Regions from separate parts of the Mus musculus genome. Here all the other regions are linked to region 1. Evidence: chromatin contacts called from public ChIA-PET data. All regions are on one chromosome and are shown on one strand. Each heading gives the region's core, a stretch centred on a gene start, on an enhancer-like site or on the middle of the called end of the contact. The rest is flanking DNA. Distances are from core to core; before and after follow the strand shown. Region 1 holds the start of Vps26c (VPS26 endosomal protein sorting factor C). Region 2 overlaps Dyrk1a (dual-specificity tyrosine-(Y)-phosphorylation regulated kinase 1a). Region 3 overlaps Dyrk1a (dual-specificity tyrosine-(Y)-phosphorylation regulated kinase 1a).

Region 1 (3,114 bases), core at 403-2,902:
TCACTAAGCTATCTCATTAGCTCAAGAGAACCCCATGAAGATAAGTTGTCTTTAACCATCTTGAGGGAACAGCATTTTCCTGGGGATACTTCTTGGATGCTGGCAGTAGGGTTGACAGAGAAAGACAAGCTGGGAACTATCTCCCATTCAAATGTCTGGGGAGAAGGCTCTACTAGCCTCCCCGTTATCCATGAACGTTGTCAGACACCGCAGTATGCAGAAAAGCAGGGATCAACTCTGAGAACTCCAGCTGTTCTCTATTGGGATGCTCACCTTACTTCCACACCAGAACCACAACTTCCATTTATTACCCTCACAAAAGACCTAGTGTCCCACTTGAGCCACAAGACTGTCAATTTGACAGTCTGATATTCAGTAGCTTAAAGTGACAAAATCAAACTTATTTAACATGAGATTAAGGGATGGAAAGACTTTAAAAGAACAGTGTTTGTGGAAAGTGGACTTTTGATTCTTGTAGGACGGCCTTTGCACTCAATAAACACTGGTAGTTCCTGGAAGGAGCGCTCTTCACAGTAGACCAGCCTTCCTTAACCATGTGTGCAATTTTCAAAGAGGAAATCAGGTACATCGTCCCTGGAGGAACAAGACTCTGTAAAGCCATATATGGAAGGAAAGGCTTTTCTTTTTCTTTCCTGCACTGAATTTGTGTCTTCCAAATATCTAAGCTGTGTCCCACATGATTTTTTTAGAATTGCTAGGAAAGTCTGTAGGTCACACGGGTAAGTCCTAAGGGTAGAGATGGGAGCTGAAAATAGAGCTGTGGATACTGAGAAACATTTTATCTTAACCTTCAAAAGCAATTGCAGCCGTCGTACATCGTTCTCGGCTTCAAAACACCTAGAGTCATTCACGAAACCACTTTACAGAGAAATTTGTTATCCTAAAAGTGATATATATTTAAGAAAATAATAATCAAGGAATTCAACAAATACCATTTCTTCACATCATTTTACGTAACAAAAACATCAAGATTTGACTTGCTTATCGGAAGAGTCAGTTTACACAATTCAGTAACTAGCATGCTGGCTAACCGCAATATCCCCCCTAAAGTTCGGCGTCCACTGCGGCAGGCTGCTGGAGGGAGAAAGGGGTACGCAGGTCCGTTTCCGCTTCGACTCCAACCTTCCCGCTCGCGCGCCCGCCCGCCCGGATACCCCACAGAACACCAAGACCACTTCCAGAGCTGGCGCCTGGGGAGTACCCAGAAGCCTCCGCGGCCGCGGAGCCGCGAGCAGCCGCAGAGCGAGGTCACCTCGCGCTTCCCGAAACCTTGGCTCTGCGTCGTGGGCGTGGCCTGAGGGGGCGTAGCTGCGGCCCTCCACCAATCAGCGCCCAGCAGGTCGCAAGCGCGGGGCCACGCCCCTGCGGTTGGCACGGACTCGTCCGCCCGGAGGATACTGGCGGTGGCGCCTCAGAACATCTGGCAGCAGACGCGGCTACAGGGATGGAGGAAGCGGATGACAGGAGGGGACACGTTCCTGCTATCACTTCCGGAAACCCACCTCCGAAACGCAGCCTTTCGCGCCGCACAGCCCGACGGGAAGGCAGCCTTCCTGTGTAAAAAAAACGCTGCGAAGCGGCCTCGCCCCCGCCGCGGGGCACGCCGGGAGAACAGAGAGCACACTCCCGCGTTCCGGAAGTGTGTGTGTGTGTGTTCGCGCGCGCGCGCGCGCGCGCGTGTGGGTTTCGTGCCCCTGTCCGCGCTAAGCCACGCCCTGTGCCCGAAGGAGGGAGGTGTGTGAGGTGTGGCGCGAAAGCCGGTCACGTGCCACCACTGCGGAAGGCGCCGGAGGGGCGGGTTCGTAGGGGGCGGGGCAACCGGGTCACGAGTGGCCGGAAGTTGCGGCCTTTGCGGATAATCTGAGATGGGGACCACTCTGGACATCAAGATTAAAAGAGCGAATAAAGTGTATCACGCCGGGGTAAGTGGAGGGGTGTTGGGCTTCAAGCTCTGCGGTCTCCAGCACGGCTCGCGCGGCCCCGACGCTAGATGGGCGTGCCCTGCGGTCCTGTCCAGTGTGGGGCTGGGGGCCGGCGGCAGGCGGGCGGGCGGCGGGCTCGAGCTGTCGCTCTGGGGGTGAAGAGCAGATGACAAACGCCCCTTTCTGCAGAAGAGCTTTCAGAACAGACATGTGTGCTCCAGGCTGTGGTCAATCCTAAAGCAGAGTTCTCTTGTAAGCCTCTCACCGCGGCAGGATCCATTACCCTAGTTGTAGAATGCAATCGCCCTGTCTCTACCTCCGGAGACACCAGCACAGCAGCCGTGGAGTCACAGCTAGCTTCTGCACACAGTTCAGTGGATACAAATGCAGCGTGGTGTTGAAAGGGAAAAACATCCCAGGTGAACATCTTAAATGGACGCTAAAGGCTAGAAACCTGATTATTTTAAAAAGATTCCAGTGAGCCACCCCACTTCCATCCTCACCACACAGGAAGCTATATTCGTGATTTGTCTAGTAGACATCATTCAAAGACCCCTCCCCCACAAAACAAAATCCCAAACACCAAGTTGCCATCACCCCTTATAAAAGCGACTGTACTCTGGCAAGATGCACTAAGAAAGTGGAAACTCACTTATGCTAGATCACTGCGAAAGTATTTAGTTAGTTCATAAAGGAAACGATCTATCCTGCCTCAGTTGAGGCACACTGTCAAACCACTGCCATATTAAAGCTGTCAGTTTCATGAAAAGCAATTGGAGGCCAGGGGAAGTGGCTCAGATTGTAAAATAGTTGCCAGTACCGCATAAAATCAGACGTGGTGGTGGGTGTCTGTAATCTTACCACTTAAGACAGGGTCAGAACATTATGATCATCCTTAGCTGCATATTGAGTTTGATACGAGCCCAGGGGCCATAAGATAAGGGCTGGAGAGATGAATCCACTGATCTTCGGAGGGTCCAGTTCTCAGCTGCCATGTCAGACCATTCACAACTCCCTGTAACTCCCAACTGCAGGGAATCTCACACTTCTGGTCTGATTGGACTGCACTCACAGACACAGTGTATAACATAATTTGAAATAAATCGTTTTAAATGGTAAGTCAGTAAAATTGTTGGGGTTTTTTTTGTTTGTTTGTTTTGTTTTTTTCCGA
Region 2 (3,114 bases), core at 324-2,823, 160 kb before region 1:
ACAGAGGATGGTCCAAAAAAATTTACTAAGTGTGAAGTGTGCCACTAAGCCAACGCAGGAGGAATGAGGAAAGCGTGGGAGGCCCAGCATGGCACAACCCTCAGAGTGAAAGATCTCAGTGTGTGCATTCTGAGTGCAGAGAATAAAGAAAGGCCTGGGTAGGGGCAGAGCACAAAGACAAGAGGTTCTACACGTTAGTTAGGTCCAGGTACAAGGGAAACAAGGGCTATGAAAAGCAGGGGAAATAAACTAGCCTGGAGTAGCGAGGTTCAAGCATCTGCAGAGTTTCCTCAGGCTGATAAGCACTTAGTCAGGGCACAGGAAAGAGTGTGCTTTAGTGGAAGACAGGACACACATGGTTCCTGCAGTGGAAGGGCTAATTATATATACATAAAATCAGAATTCACACCTCACTAACCTGGAGACTAACATCCTGGACCTGAATCTATGACAGTAAGTAAGTGAAAATAGGACCATTGTTACAAAGCAACAGGTACAGTTAAGAGTCTTCTTACTGCTCAAACTTGCAGAATGGCATTTACAGTAAGCCCAACACAACCCAGAGGTCAGTGTAGTCAGAGGTAAGTAGGAAGGAATGCTTTAAAAATGGTGACTGTAATGACTGGCAGTAAGGGGTGAGACCAAGCAGAAAGCATGTGAGGTCATCTCAAGGCATGGTGGACAGGAACACTGCCCCCCAAAAGACAGTTAAGGGAGGGGGAACAAAGAAATGGAGAACCAGACACATGCTGCCAAAGAAACCAGAGGTAATTCAGTGTATGTGGATTAAGTCAACCCTGCCAAATACTACCAGGCAACGACAAAGGAAAACAGGGGAGTCCTCTGGACTATCAGTGAGGACTGTGGCTGACACAGGGCCTGCAACTGGGACCAGGAGTTAGGTGCACTGAGCTGCTGGGCTGCTGAAGACAAGTGTGAAACTCTAGGAATGACAGTGTGGTGAGGGAGAGTTACCACAGGCTAGAACGATCAAAGACTCAGTGCTGTTCAACAGAAGGAGCCAGAGCCCATGAAGACAGGAGACATGGGCCTGGCCTTCAACAAGAAGCCCAGTGAAAGCAGAGAGAGGCGAGCTGTGAGAAAGCCCGTCTACAGCAGTGCAGTCTGAAGATTGCACACAGAAGAGAGAGTCACAGGCCTCTGCCTACGAGTGGACAAGTTGGAAGTAATTCACAGACAATAGGAAGGAGAAGGGGTCCTCTGAGGATGGCCGCCTGAGACTGGTGAATACTAACAGTGAGGACAGAACAATGTGACAATTTCTCCAGCAAAACCAAGTGGCCCAGTCACAATTAAGGAATGAGCACCAATCTAGCTCAGGTTTTCCTTACTCTATCAAATAACCGATTGGCACGCTCAGAGCCAAAATGTAGCCCACAACGCAGAGGAAATGTCTCACTGAGGTCTTATGGTTTTGTCTAAACAGTAAACACCTTCCTCCTGTGCTTGAATACTTGGTCCCCAGCTGGCAGCCAGGGGCAGGGGTGAAGGCCCTACTGCAGGAGGCTGGCTTATAGAGTAGGCCTTGAGGCTCTATAGCTCAGCACAGCCCCACCCATTTCCTGTTTCTTAAATGCAGAGGCCTCCTGACCCTACCACTCTGCTTTTCCCTGCCTGCCATCCCATCTTCCCTGACACAAGGTATCATTTCCTTTTGAACTGTGAGCCAGAGTATACCCTGTCATCCTTACACTGCTTCTGTCTGGGTATTACCACAGCAATGAAATATAGCTAGGATGGCATCTCCACATTTCTATCCTACCACATGTTCTACACTAACTTTAAAAATTACTTTAATATTACAAGTTTAAAAATCCAACACAAACTGATTCAGAATCAGGGTGGGAATGCTGGAGGCCACAAGAAGTAACGTAGGGCCCAGACTGCACAGCTCACAGAGAATTAGTGCATCTAGAGGTCTCGGCACCCACTGAGAGGCAGGGAGGAAACTGCTGTGGCAAATGAAAAATAAACCTGGAGTAGATGGCTAGAAAGACGGTGGTGTGTGTACCCAACACATGCTCTCATTTCTAACAAGGAGTGGAGTTTTTATTTCCTAAGCAGTGAGGATACCACACACCTTTAGAAAAGAGGACACAGACATGGTCGTCCTGACTGGCATCCAACAAAGCTAAAGCTAGCAAGGCCATGGCAGGAGCACTAGGAACACTCACCTGGGGACTGTGTGTCTCACAGTCCATGGCCTGGACAGCAGCAGCGAAGTGTCCACCGCTGTGTCGATGCTGGTGCGTCGGATCCGACCTGGCTCTCCCACTGTTACTCGTTCCCGAGGATCCACCTTTAATATCAGGACATGGAAAAACTTGTGAGTTTAAAGCTAATTTTGCTCGAGTTAGAACTCTAAGACTGCATTGTACCCACTCAAGCATGGGGTAGAGAGAGTACGCAGTAAGAGCAGGAGCAGAGCTAGGACTGTGTGTGCATCTCCAGCCTCTGTATAAAATCCTGGGCTGACTGAACCCCGGGACTTGGGTGAGGGAGTGCCAATCCCAAGACCTCACTAGCCAGGCAGGCAGCCTGGATACAACAGCAGGCCTCTGGGGCACTGGGACTCTTATTTCCAAGTAATAAGGAAGACAGTGAGGGAAGACACAGTGTCAAGACCCACATGTGACCTTAGGTGCACACATATGCACGGTTAGGTATATGCACTACTTAACACATATACAGACACATAAAACTTTCAAGCTATGGTATTAACTTGAAATATACCACAAAGTAATTGGAGTCTTAGATGTCTTCCCACATCAACTGCTAATACAGCCAGGTTCTCCTCAGTCAAGTAAAAACTTAAGGACGTGGAAAAATAACTCCATTTAAAACCATTTAAATTTTTGGCTATAAGTAGCTTTGTTTCTAACTGTCAGGCAGACAATTATAACGAACACATCTGACAATTAAATTTGCTACTAACCATACAGGTGGGGAGGTGTGTTTGAGGGTACTGAATTCAGAGCCACACACACTAAGAACATATTGAAGTAAAATAATCCCTTGCTACCCATTTACAAAATTCAAAAAATTAGTTTATAATAAACACTCTGGGGTGGGCAGTGGGGTGGGGGGGGAGGG
Region 3 (3,114 bases), core at 169-2,668, 130 kb before region 1:
CTACTCAAACACTAGTGTCTATTTCATTCACTTTACATTACTCCTACTTCCATCCATAAGGAACAGAGAGCATTTTCTGCCTTTCTGCTTTTCTCAGAGCAAGCAAGAGGTGGACAGAACAGCACTTACAATGACATTCAGGGCACTGCTGTAGCTCAGGATGCCAAAGGATAGCATGCGGGCTGGGCTAGCCTACAGCTCTAGGATCCAATGTGAGGGACACTCATCTCTGCTCAGTTTTATTCTAATTTTCATTTTCAAATATAACCTTTTATATTTTATACCCAACATACTCATGAGAAAAATTAATGACTAGAAATAAATCTTAACTTTGTTCCTTTCAAGGTAATTGCACAATAAGATTCATTTTGTGGCAAAATGATAAGAAGCATATGAATCACATTATGAAATTTACAGAAGATGACAGCTAGAAGATATCTAAGAAGGTCTAGAATTAGGTCCTAATTTCACATTCAAGAACCTGTCAGACATGAGGTGTCCGTGTGTATTTAACTCTAGTCCTGCAAGCAGATCTTGAGCCCATTATATACCTCTTGGTAAGCCACCCCACATTAGTCCTAAAGAATCTACCTTCTTCATTAGATTCAGAAGCTTCTGGACTTTGAAAGGAATACTGAATTATTTATTAATAAGCTTTTGTGTATGTTCTTGTAGTCCTGGCTGTTTTAGAACTCACTATGTAGACAAAGCTGGGCTCAGACTTAGAGATCTGCTTGCCTCTGCATCCCAAATGCTGGGACTAAAAGCATGTGCAATACTCCTCGCCTCTACTTAATAGTCTTTTTACATCACATGAATCTTTAAAAGTATTTTATGGCTTAAATCAGAAATAATAAAATATATTTTAAATGATTAAAGATGTAAGCTGAATATGAAAACAGATACTCTGCTAAGTAGATTATAAACAATCATGATATATGGATAAAAAATAATGTTATAGGAATTTTTTTCTGACTCTCTGTAAATGACGACCGATATAAATCCAAGAGTGCTGCATCTAAACAGGAAGCACACAGGACTGGACTCTAAAGCCTACCACCATGCACATACATCAAGAAGTCAAAAACGGAAATTCTGTCTCTTCAACTGAAAGTGTATTGAAAGCAATGTCTGTGTGACCCACTGATTTGAAGCAAGTGGGAGACTAGCCCTGAGCACCCTGGTTCTTCGGCGCACACTTCAGGTTGACCGTGTACTCTGTACTTCCCTCACTTTCTGTTTCTCTCTGGGACATGAGCAAGAGCTTTCTAAACTTGAACAGCAGTGCTGATGAACGACTTCAATTCTAACACATGGACTTAACTTCTAAAGCAGCTGACTGCCTGAAACCAACTCTAAACCCTGTCACAATGCTGCTGTTCACACTCGGTGCTTTGCAAGCGTACTGCGAGAGGCCTCTGGCAAAGGATGCCCACACCACAGACATGCAACCACAGCCAACTACTCATTGCCACCACAAGCTGCTCGAGAAGAGAAAGCACATCTCACCTAACTCATCCGCGTAGGAACCACTTGCTATACTCAGGGATCTGAGAAAGCCATGCCAACCAAATCCTAAATCTGTTCACAACAGTTGTGTTCCTTACTCAGCACAACGACAACACAACATGACCAGTGAGTAGACTGCCCCAAAACAGCGGCTACGGTCGGGCAGGGTGAATTCAAGCCTGTAAGGCTTACCCACAGGTATGCGTTTAATGTGTTCACAGAGATTTCAGCATTCTTTCTAGATCCTCAATTTATGAAAAATTGGTCAATCTGTAGTCTGAATATTAGAATAAATAGCATGCTTAATATTTACATATTCTCCTTTGAGTCTTTCCTCTGTAATTTTACAAATGCAGATTTTTTACACTAAATTAGTAGTGATTCTTACTTTCCTATGACTTCCCACAAATGTTTTCTTATTTTAAACATTTCTTCTTTAAAAATAATTTCTTTATTCCAGAATGAGTATCTTTCAATGAAATGAAACACTCATGTTCAAGGGGTGGGGAGAATCAGCAAACTTAAATAAAACTTCTGAGCATCATGTTTTGTCTACAGATATTTCTACTTAGCATGTAAAACTGAAGCTGTTTTACTAATCTAGTATTTTCAAAGGGCTAAGTTGTAATTTCAACATCATTTCTGATAATAATGAAATTACCTGGTTAGTTAGAGGTTGCTGAATCTGGTCAGAATATGGTAAGGCAGACACCTGCTGGTCACTTATGCTCGGCTGGCGACGGTCACTGTACTGGTGTGAGTGGGGCATCTGTGCAGCCATCTGAAGGCCAGCAGCATGGAATGAGAACGACGGTGCAAGCCGGACAGATGAAGGTTTGCATGCTGAAGTCTCTCCTCCTGGGAACACACAGCAAGTTCAGATAGTGCTCACAGCCTGACATACGTGTCATCAGATGTACCTTAGCCACTTAAACTAGTGCTTTACAAAATTCAATAATATTAAAAGCCTTAGTAATGACCAAAAAGTATGGTCATTCAACATAATAGCTATGTTATATATGTAAAATAGTAGAAAACATGGATTAAAAATGAGTATAAATTTCTTTTGAGAAAATCCTCTAAAAAGCTTTTTATAACAAGCAGTAGCAACTTAAATATTACACTTATTTACTGTTTTCCCTTTGTGGTTGTGCATGCCTGTGCCCAGTGTACCCAGGGAGTAGAAGGCAACCTACAGAGGTCAGGTTCTCTCCTTGTGCCATGTGAGTCTAGGGTTCAAACTCATGCCATCAGATTTGGCACCACTGAGTCATCTCACCAATCCAAAAGTAACAAGTTTTAATACTTATTTTCACACATGAAATTCTCAACATTCAAGAACCCTAAGTCATATAGTATGAATTCTTGGGAAGAGCCTTGCCAACTAATTGGGTCCTCAAGTACAAATCGGAGAAAGCACAGTGCTAGCAACTAGCATCACTGGCTACCCAAGAGCTGAGCAAAGAGATACTCAAATACCTAACTGAACTTAATTCAAGGATGCTAGATTCCCTACACTCTTCCAATATTGCCCCAACAAAACTCAGGTCTGGCAATTTGGGAAGGGAGGGAGGGAAGGAGGGAAGGAGAGAACAGGGAACAGAA

Evidence for each region. ChIA-PET counts read pairs in DNA pulled down with a chosen protein or histone mark.
Region 2: an RNA polymerase II ChIA-PET map of memory CD8 T cells shows a contact between it and region 1, with 209 read pairs. The contact joins the enhancer-like site here to the promoter of Vps26c in region 1. A contact is called at or near these places in 2 of 484 Hi-C or Micro-C datasets (cerebellum and uterus), 9 of 115 datasets of contacts at active chromatin or transcription factors (bone marrow-derived macrophages, effector CD8 T cells, embryonic forebrain and 5 more) and 3 of 9 other capture datasets (adipose tissue, embryonic stem cells and liver).
Region 3: a contact with region 1 is called in an RNA polymerase II ChIA-PET map of memory CD8 T cells, with 2.6 times the contacts expected there. The contact joins the enhancer-like site here to the promoter of Vps26c in region 1. A contact is called at or near these places in 3 of 39 promoter capture datasets (embryonic stem cells, hippocampal neurons and macrophages), 2 of 484 Hi-C or Micro-C datasets (myocytes and nephron progenitors), 8 of 115 datasets of contacts at active chromatin or transcription factors (bone marrow-derived macrophages, effector CD8 T cells, embryonic stem cells and 4 more) and 3 of 9 other capture datasets (adipose tissue, liver and pancreatic islet).

Annotation. Positions count from the first base shown.
Region 1 is chr16:94,525,167-94,528,280 of GRCm38.p6, reverse strand. It overlaps Vps26c (VPS26 endosomal protein sorting factor C), which reads left to right and starts at 1,652. Exons shown (of 8, transcript NM_007834.3): 1 at 1,652-1,943. The coding sequence starts at 1,887.
Region 2 is chr16:94,685,685-94,688,798 of GRCm38.p6, reverse strand. It overlaps Dyrk1a (dual-specificity tyrosine-(Y)-phosphorylation regulated kinase 1a), which reads right to left. Exons shown (of 12, transcript NM_007890.2): 11 at 2,196-2,320. Among named protein-coding and RNA genes, the nearest start is that of Gm41504, 27 kb to the left of the region's middle. Within about 2 kb of position 1,573, at least 14 of the 459 cell types and tissues checked have an H3K27ac peak or open chromatin away from gene starts, as enhancers often do. A contact at or near this core is called in memory CD8 T cells, where this site is marked.
Region 3 is chr16:94,658,750-94,661,863 of GRCm38.p6, reverse strand. Dyrk1a (dual-specificity tyrosine-(Y)-phosphorylation regulated kinase 1a) reads right to left here. Exons shown (of 12, transcript NM_007890.2): 3 at 2,171-2,367. Among named protein-coding and RNA genes, the nearest start is that of Gm41504, 54 kb to the left of the region's middle. Within about 2 kb of position 1,418, at least 25 of the 459 cell types and tissues checked have an H3K27ac peak or open chromatin away from gene starts, as enhancers often do. A contact at or near this core is called in effector CD8 T cells and memory CD8 T cells, where this site is marked.